Linked DNA regions of Oryctolagus cuniculus: region 1 is linked to region 2. The links are chromatin contacts, called in public Hi-C maps. All regions are on one chromosome and are shown on one strand. The core of a region is the stretch at or near the end of the contact, and the rest is flanking DNA. Distances in the headings are between cores, read along the strand shown. Region 1 holds the start of PDS5B (PDS5 cohesin associated factor B). Region 2 has its middle 45 kb from the start of STARD13.

The links. A called contact is a pair of places that touch in the nucleus more often than the background predicts.
Region 1: a contact with region 2 is called in a Hi-C map of an unstated tissue, with 9 times the contacts expected there. The contact joins the promoter of PDS5B here to the enhancer-like site in region 2. A contact is called at or near these places in 2 of 6 Hi-C or Micro-C datasets (skin fibroblasts and an unstated tissue).

The regions. Positions count from the first base shown.
Region 1 is chr9:81,720,513-81,725,252 of mOryCun1.1, reverse strand. PDS5B (PDS5 cohesin associated factor B) reads left to right here and starts at 2,651. Exons shown (of 34, transcript XM_051831824.2): 1 at 2,651-2,781.
Region 2 is chr9:80,505,616-80,509,927 of mOryCun1.1, reverse strand. No RefSeq gene overlaps it. Among named protein-coding and RNA genes, the nearest start is that of STARD13, 45 kb to the left of the region's middle. Within about 2 kb of position 2,492, at least 1 of the 8 cell types and tissues checked has an H3K27ac peak or open chromatin away from gene starts, as enhancers often do.

The DNA.
Region 1 (4,740 bases), core at 1,402-3,901, 1.2 Mb before region 2:
CGCCGCAGGGTGAGGATTAGCCAAGTGAGCCGTGGCGCTGGCTGTCACTATTTTCTGTAAATCCACTTGCCATTGTATAAAAGCAAACCCTTTTATGAGAAGCAATGTCTCATTGATGCTTTAAATTTTTTTTTTTTTCTATCTGGCCTAATGGTAATTCCCTACTATCCTCCACTGTAAATCTCTTTTGAATGCCGTCTCCTTTCTGGCCCAAGCTTTCCTTGGGTTCAATTCTGTAGTGTTGGCGGACTGAATGAACACTATGTATTCTGGGGCCGGTGCTGTGGCATAGTGGGTAAAGCTACCACCTGCAGTGCCAGCATCCTATATGGGTGCCGGTTCAAGTCCAGGCTGCTTCACTTCTGATCCAGCTCTCTGCTGTGGCCTGGGAAGCAGTAGAAGACGGCCCAAGTCCTTGGGCCCCTGCACCCACATGGGAGACCCAGAAGAAGCTCCTACTCCTGGCTTCAGATTGGTGCAGCTCTGACTGTTGCGGCCAGCTGGGGAGTGAACCAGCAGATGGAAGACCCCCCACCTCGCCCCCGCCTCTCCTCTCTCTGTGTAACTCTGACTTTCTAATAAATAAATAAATCTTAAAAAAAATATGTATTCTGGGTTTCACCACTGTCACTCATGACACACCATTGTCTAACAGGGTTCATGCTGAAACGGGCAAAACTGCTCACAGAGCTGATGTAACACCTTTAGCCATCTCAGGACTCACTGCCACACACGAGATAGAGCACATCATTCTTAAACAATTCACACACTCAATGAAAATATCTGCTGGGTGCCTGCTGGGATAAGAACAGTGAAAAACTCATGCAAGAAGTCTGGCCCTCCTTCTGCTTTTCTTTTGAACTTTTCTTTAAAAAAAAAAAACGATTTATTTATTTCAAAGACGGAGTTACAGAGAGAGAGAGAGAGAGAGAGAGAGAGAGAGAGAGGAGACATAGAAAGAGATCTTCCATCTACTGATTCACTTCCCAAATGGCCCCAATAGCCTGGGCTGCAGCAGGCCTAAGCCAGGAGCTAGGCTAGGCACTTCTTCTATGTCTTCCATATGTGTGGCAGGGGCCCAGGGACTTGGGACATCTTTCCCTGCTTTCCCAACTGCATTAGTATCGAACTGGATTGGAAATGGAGCAGCAGGGACCCCAACCAGTGCCCATATGGGATACAGGCACTGCAGATGGCAGGTAACCCCACTGTGCCACAGTGTCAACCCCTTAAACTTTCCTGTGTTCTGTGTTTGGAGGTTTGAGAATTGAAGAGGGCAAAGAAAGAAAGATAGCAACCATCAAAGAGTTATAATTTTTTTCTAGATCTCTCTGGCCGGGCAAGATTTTTGTTGCTGTTAACAGTGATATAAAGTAGGGAAATTCCTGAGATGGTTTTAAAAAGAGGTCGGAAAGAACTCACAGCAGATTTAAGTCAAATGTGTAAGATGGGTAGAAGCCTTGTGTCTATTCAATGGCAGCATCTCAGTGGATTACAGTAACTCAGGTCTAGTGATCATGGAGGGGACTTTAGCAGCATCGTCTGGGGAAACCTCCTGAAAGCCCAACGAATCGGGCTCAGCACCCACAGGCTCCCTGGCTGCAGATGACGGCATCTTATACCATCTTTCCCACCTCCATGATAGTAGTTTGTGTGTCAGCATTACTTTTGCTTCCATTGATAAATACCCTATTGCAATCCATAGCGCACTTCACGTGTCTTCATCACTGAAAAAAGATTTTCTCTGGAACAAATCTGGAGTAACGAAATACACCATGCCAGGGGAGACGGGCCCGCAGCAGGGATGGTGATACCAGAAGCCAAAGCAGAAAAGCGAAGAAGCCCGTTCTCCAGCTCCTGGAGGGGCCCGCACGCCGGCGATCGGCGCGGTGAGCGGCACAGCCCGCGCATCCCGCGGCGGCCGACCCAGCGCCGCCCCCGCGGGAGGTGCAGGCGGCAGACGTCCACCTGTTGCTGTCCCCCTCGCGGCCCTGCGACCCCGTTTCCTTCCAAAAGTTCAGGTTCGACAACGCGAAGCAACGGGATGCTCAGTCACAGGTTGGATTACTATGTGCGTCCCCCCCCCCCCCCCCCCAGCTTCTGCTGCCCCTTAAACAGCGTCTCCAAATCTCAAAGCGGTGGAATTTAGCAAAGACCCAACAGGGAATGCCAGAAAAAAAAAAAAAAAAAAGACCTGTGGCTCACTCAGAGTATCCGGGCCAGCGTTATCTGGGAAGGAGCGAAGTAGTTAATAACACCAATTTTGCTAACATAGCACAACATCGGGGCGGGACGTCAGCGTTTTAAAAACCGCCCAACCTTTACCCAAAAAGTTAGGGATACAGAACCGCGACCACCGTTCTCCGCAGAGGCTGACTGGGTACCGACAGCGGCCCATCACACACTCGGCCCCCGCGGCGACGTGCTTCTGCGGCTGCGCGCGCGCTCATCGGGCGGGGCGGAGGAGGGGCCTGCGCGTGCGCGCGGACGGGGCGGGGCCCCGGGGATCCCAGCGGGCGGACGAGCGCGCGCAGGGCCATGCGGTCGGCAGGGGGCGCTGCGCACCCACGCCGCGCTCTGCCTGCCCCCGGGTGCTGTCCGCGGCGGTTCGATTGGAGCAGCCTCCGAAGAGCGCTTGGCGCCATTTTGAAGCGGAGAGGAGGAGGAACGGCCGGGCTGGCTGCGGAAGGGGAGGGGGGGGAGGAGGCGATTGGATGCGGCGGCGGCGGCGGATCCCGGAGAGCAGCGGAGTGAGAGGAGTAGCGAGTCGGGCACCCGGAGGTAGGCAACAATTCAGTTAACGGAAAGAAAAATGTCCCTCCTCTGTGCTCGCCGCGCTCCATTTTTCAGCGGCCGCCACCACGGCTGTGTGTGTGGGGTGGTGTGCGGCGGGGCTGGAGCGGCGCCCGCCCGCCTGCCAGCCGAGCCGAGCCTCCGGGGCGTCGGGGGCTGCAGCGGCCGGCTGCCTGGCGGCGGCCGGGGGTCTGGGGGGCGCGGGCCCGGCTGCGGGTGGGGGCGGGGAGGGCCGGCGGTCGGCGCGCGCTCCTGCACGCCGCGGGCTCTAGCCGCAGCCGCTGGAAATTAAACTTGCCGCCGTGGTCCGAGCCGGGGCGCCCGCGGTGGCGGCGGGCAGTGACCTTGCGCGCGGGGCGGGGGTCCCGGGGCAGCCCCCGCGGCGCGCCCGCCGCCCCTCCCCCCGCGCCCCGGCGGCCCGCGGCTGTTTCCCGGGCGGCAGGCGGGCGGCGCGGTGCTCCTGTTGAATCCTCCCGCGGGCGGGTTTTTCCCCCTTCCGGGCGGCGCGGGGCCCCGGGGGGCGCCCTCGGAGCTCTCGGCGGGTCCCCGCGCGCCGCCCGGCCTGGCCGCGGGGCCGGGGCGGCGGGCTCGGGAGAGTGACATTTTCGCACGGTGGGACCCGGCCGCCGCCGGCGGAGAAAGCGCGCTTCCCCGCGCCGCTCGGAGCTGGTGCTGGGCAGCCCGAGGACCCAATTGAGGAAGAGCGGAGCGCGGGCGTGAAGTGACTCCTCCCCGGCGGCGGCTTTGGCTTCGGCAGGACCGGCCGCCCAGTGGGTGTGCGGTCGTGAACAGCTACCCCCCCCCCCCGTTTTTTTTTTTGCACTGTTATTTTGTCGACACTTGAAAAGTTTTGGGTCCGGAGAGAAAGCCGCTGCTGTGGGTTTCCAGGCTGCTCTCGGCGGCTCGACTGTTAACCCGCGGGAGCGAGTTTGCACGCCGAAGCGCGGCCCCTGCCCTGGTCCGCGGCCCCTCGGGCTGCCGCTGGCCGCGGGCGCTGTGGGCTCGGGCTCCGGGGGCCTCCGGCGCCCCACTCTGCCAGGACCGCTGGGCTCACGCCCTTCTTAGGAAGGGATGGATGGGCGCTAGTGTCCCCGTTGGTTGAACAGTTTTCGGAAACTTTTGCTTGTAGCCTGGGATTCGGGAGGTTGGTCTGGGGTCTTGAGAGAGGTGGGGAGTCCCGTACTGCCTTCCCAATAAGCACTAGAAACGCGTGTGTTTATGTGCAGGGGGCGAGCTGTTCAGTCAGTCCTAAGTATTTAAAACCTGAATGGCAGTGAAATCATTGTTCTGGGTTGCCCGTGGATAAGGCTTCAAGACAAAACAGTTTTCTCTGTTAACTGGTGGTGGTCAAGTGAAATAGGAACGCAAGTGTGGGCTTGAAAGAACACTTACCTATGCAGTGCGCATAATCAGCTGTTAGCATTTTTAGGGACAATGAATCGAGTTATTCCTGTGGTGTGTACAGTTCAGTTTGTGGAACAGTTAATCTTGCTTCTCATGTTGATAGCAAAAAACTCAATTAAAATTTATGGTGATGGCTGTGTGGGTGAAACTTACAGCGTGGGACCTCTTGTATTGATTGATCTGTTCTCAAAACCTTAACTATAAAAATACATCTTGAACCAGAACATTCTGCTTACAAATACATAGAAAAGATGCACTTCAGACAGAACGGAAATAGCTTTTTCCCCTTTTTCTGATGGTTTGAAAAATTTTTTCTCAGCTAGGGTGTTTTTTGAAGGTGTCTTTTAAATGGGACAGTAGTGCTTCTTCCCCCTCCTCGGTTTGTAAGAACTTTGTTATTTCTCTTTTGATTTAAGCTGATTCTTCCTGTGTTAAGTTTGCTTTTGCAGTGGTTTTTGTTACTCTTCCTGTCACCTTACTCTTCCTTGGTTCCTCTCCCCACTTCCTAGAGAATTCACGGAGTTAGGTGGTGATAGTCATTCT
Region 2 (4,312 bases), core at 1,243-3,742:
TTCATAGTTACAATTCTAAGAATATAATGATAAGGGCTGGCGCTGTGGCTCACTTGGTTAATCCTCCGCCTGCGGCGCCAGCATCCCACATGGTCGCAGGGTTCTAGTCCTGGTTGCTCCTCTTCCAGTCCACCTCTCCGCTGTGGCCCGGGAGGGCAGTGGAGCATGGCCCAGGTGCTTGGGCCTCTGCACTTGCATGGGAGACCAGGAGGAGGCACCTGGCTCCTGGCTTTGGATCGGCGCAGCGCGCCAGCCGTAGCAGCCATTTGGGGAGTGAACCAATGGAAGGAAGACCTTTCTCTCTGTCTCTCTCGCTCTCTCTCACTGTCTAATTCTGCCTGTCAAATAAAAAAAATTGAAAAAAAAAAGAATATAATGATAGCCCCTTCCTCCCTCCCTCCCTCCCACCCACCCTACCCCTCTGTCCCACCTAGCATCCCTCCTTCTCTATTTCCTTTTTTAGTTCCTGAGATTACATATTTTAAATTTACATTGCAGTAAAAAGGCTTAATGTTTCACCAAATAAGAAGTTTAACAAGTAAAAAGCAAAAAGCGCCTAGTTTAGTGGGGATATAGACAATGACTAAAGACAATAATTGAATGAAAAAATGACCATATCACCCATATACAGTAAAGCTTAAAGTAATCACAGATCACTAAAACTAGTAGCATGACATTCTTAGCCATCGTAAATGGCTTTTAAACTGCAAATAATAAAAGCCAAATATGTTAAAGGGACATTAAGTCTATGCCTTGCAAAGTTTATATAAGTTTCTGTTTGCTAGTGTAATTACCCATCTGCAACATTTGCCTATGCAAGCCAAATCGCCTAATCGATTTACTTAGAAAATAACATTGAGGTCACATTACATTAGCAAGTGGAAATGGAAAGTACAATTAATTACTTTGGTATCACAAAGTAGAGTAAATAAATGGTACTTCAGTTATCTGATTCTTTCAGATGAGACTTTTGGGTGTGACTGAGCTGAATTGCATTGTTACCAAATAGTCTAAGAGCCAGAAATTATCATGTACAGGCTTTTTTGTCAAGAATTTCTGTACAATTTAATTTGTCAATGTGTGACTGACTTACTTATATACAAAGTATTTAAGTAGTTTAACTTTTCCAGTTTTATAAGAATAAAAACTGAAATGGCCAAAACACTATTTTCACAACTGCCAATCAATTCATAGAGTTAAAGAAAAGTAAAACAGTATATAGGCATCAGACTGGATATAATTACTATTATTACTGTTACTAATATGTATATATATTTATATTTACTACAATGATGGTTCTGGACTTCTTAATTTCAGGGGCTCGGAAAGTGTAGACAATGTTTGATTATAGATCCTTTCAGATTTCTCAAAGTGTTGGAAATATAATTCAATAGGGACTGGTATAGCACAGTGGGTTAGGCTGCCAGTTGCAACATTGACATCCGTTATTGGAGTGCTGCTAGTTTGAGTCCTGGCTGCTTCACTTCCAGTTCAGCTCCCTGCTAATGTGCCTGGGAAAGTGGCAGAAGATGGCCCAAGTACTTGGGCCCCTGCACCCATGTGGAAGACTCAGAAGCTCCTGGCTCCTGGCTTTGGCTTGGCCCAGCCCCAACCATTGTGGCCTTTTGGGGAGTGAGCCAGAGGATGAAAGTGCTCTCCCTCTCTCTCTCTCTCTCTTTCCCTCCCTCTATCTGTAATTGTGTCTTTCAAATAAAAATAAATAAATATTAACCCAGGATAATTCACTTTCATTTTTTTAAAAGATGTATTTATTTACTTGAAAGTCAGAATTATACAGAGAGAGAAAGAGAGAGAGAGAAAGGTCTTCCATCCACTGGTTCACTTCCCCCAGAGAGCCACATCGGCCAGAGCTGCGCCAATCCGAAGCCAGGAGCTTCTTCCGGGTCTCCCAAGTGGGTGCAGGGGCCCAAGGACTTGAGCCATCTTCCACTGCTTTCCCAGGCCATAGCAGAGAGCTGGATCGGAAGTGGAGCAGCCAGGTCTCGAATCGGCACCCCATGGGACGCCGGCACTGCAGGCGGCGGCTTTACCTGCTATGCCACAGCGCTGGCCCCGAGAATTCACTTTCATTTTTTCACTTTCTTTGTGCTAAGGATGCAGATGGAATTTGAGAGCTTGCTAATCTGGTAGTACCTACGCACCAGTTCTTAGATCTGTTGCTGGGCTGATTGCCTACAAATTCATACCTCATTTTCATATCATCAGTTAGGGAAAAAGTTTTCCGGAGAAAATACTCATTTGAATTTTTATTAACACCATTTCCAGGCCCTGTCCAGAATTTTCTAACTCAATAAATTTATGAAGGAGGCCCTGGAATCTGTATTTTCTAAAAGCTTCCCAGGTGGTTTTGTGATCCGATCCCAGGAGGACACCACTGATATTAATCCCAAGTCTTGCTGGGCAGATGTGCAGTCTGGGTCCTATCTGGTCCCAGCCAAGCAGACGAAGGAGGAGAATTCAGCGCCCTGGGCTCTACTCCCTTCAAACTTCTCACTGGGCCCCGGGAGCTGACCAAAGCTTTTCTATTCCTCTCGCATTCAGAGTAAGAAGACTGTTGATTTGTCTTGGAGTAGTTGTTATTGCCTTTCTTGGAAAACCTGATAACCAAGAGAAAGGCTTGGCTGACTTACAATTTATAAATTAAAACCAGTCTGCAGATAGGGAAATAGGCCAGGTGATTCCTTTGTATCTCTTCTATCCTGAACTTCCCAAGTTCCTAGGATTTAACAACAAAAGAAACCCCTTTCTAGAGACTTTCACTTTCCTTTGTTAAGAAGGTTTCCCCTCAAGCCTTCCAGGTAAGGAAGAAATTGACTTTCCTCCTCCTTGGTTCTGCTTAGCGCTCCTTATCTGAAAGGATGGCTACACTGAGAACATTCATATATGCAAAGCCTGTTCCTTCCTGCCTTTGGCACATATTTAACACTTTCAGATGAAACCTACAGATAGCTGAAATGGCCAGGCTGCCACCTAGTTTACCATAAATACAACAGCACCACCTTGTGTTTTGCTTCTAGGAGAATTTTCTTCTTCAGCAGGACAAAAGCTTGGCAGAAAGGTGGTTTAGGGTGTAGGACTAGGCCTCAAATTCCTTCCCCTGGAAAAACTACAGTCATCCTGTGGTGTCCATGGGCAATTGGTGCTGGGACTTTCTGTGGGTACCAAAATCTAAGGATGCTCAAGTCCCTCATTTGCATAGAAACTATAACTCCTGTATATTTTAAATCATTTCCAGATTATATGTAATAACACAAGGTAAATGCTTTGTAAATAGTGTTATGTTGTGTTTAGGAAATAGTGTCTAGAAAAAGAGAGATCTCTACATAGCCCAGGAGCAATCTTTCTTTTTCTGAATATTTTCAGTCTGCATTGTTCGAACCTATAAATGAAGAAGTTGTGGAGAGGGAGGGCTGGTTGTGTCAGCAGCCACTACCACTTCTTAAAAAAAACCATCGGTTCACTATCAGTCAACAATTATCTCCTATCAAACTATATAATTTTTACAATATCAAATGTGGCTGGAAAATGGAAGCACAGAAATAAACATTGATAAAACTTGGGTAAGCACAAGGCTTTACTAAATATCACAGGAGAAAGGTTAGCATCAAATTCTCATTACAAAATGTTGATGCTATTATGATTGAGCATTTTTTTTCTGAAAATTCTTTTGTATTCAGAAAGGTAGCTTTTGAACCATGTATTTGCCTATTAAAGTTTTTTTTTAAATAAAACCTCTGGCAGTTCTATGTGAGCCTGGTTAAAATATTTGTTTTCTCCAAGCAGAGCTGTAGATTCATATGAGGGCAGTCTTCAAAACATTCATGGAAATGCATATTATTTATGGATTTCAAATTTGTACCAAAATAAACTTATCTATTAATTCAATTTTCTATGAGCTGTTTGAAGCACCCTCATATATATACTTTTTCATCTTCACTATGGGGTGAGCTGAGAATTTAATAGATGACTATCATTGGGGCTGAAGAACCATATTTTATAAGCCAAAAAATCAAAATACAATCTAACCAAATTTACCACTTGTCAGAGTTTTCCCCCCAATGAGAATATGACTAATTTAAAAAGACTGTTTCCAATTAAAATTTGAAATGTCAAGATTAGTATAACAAATTAGCAATTCTTTGTCTCTGAAACCACCTGGAAAATTGAGTCAGGGACCTTAAAACCTACACCTCATTGTAGGACTAGAAAATAGCAAACCACCTGTATTCAGGACCCTGTTGGGATTGACCGTGCAGAAAGTTTTACCCAGAAAGTCTGTTAGAAGCCTCAT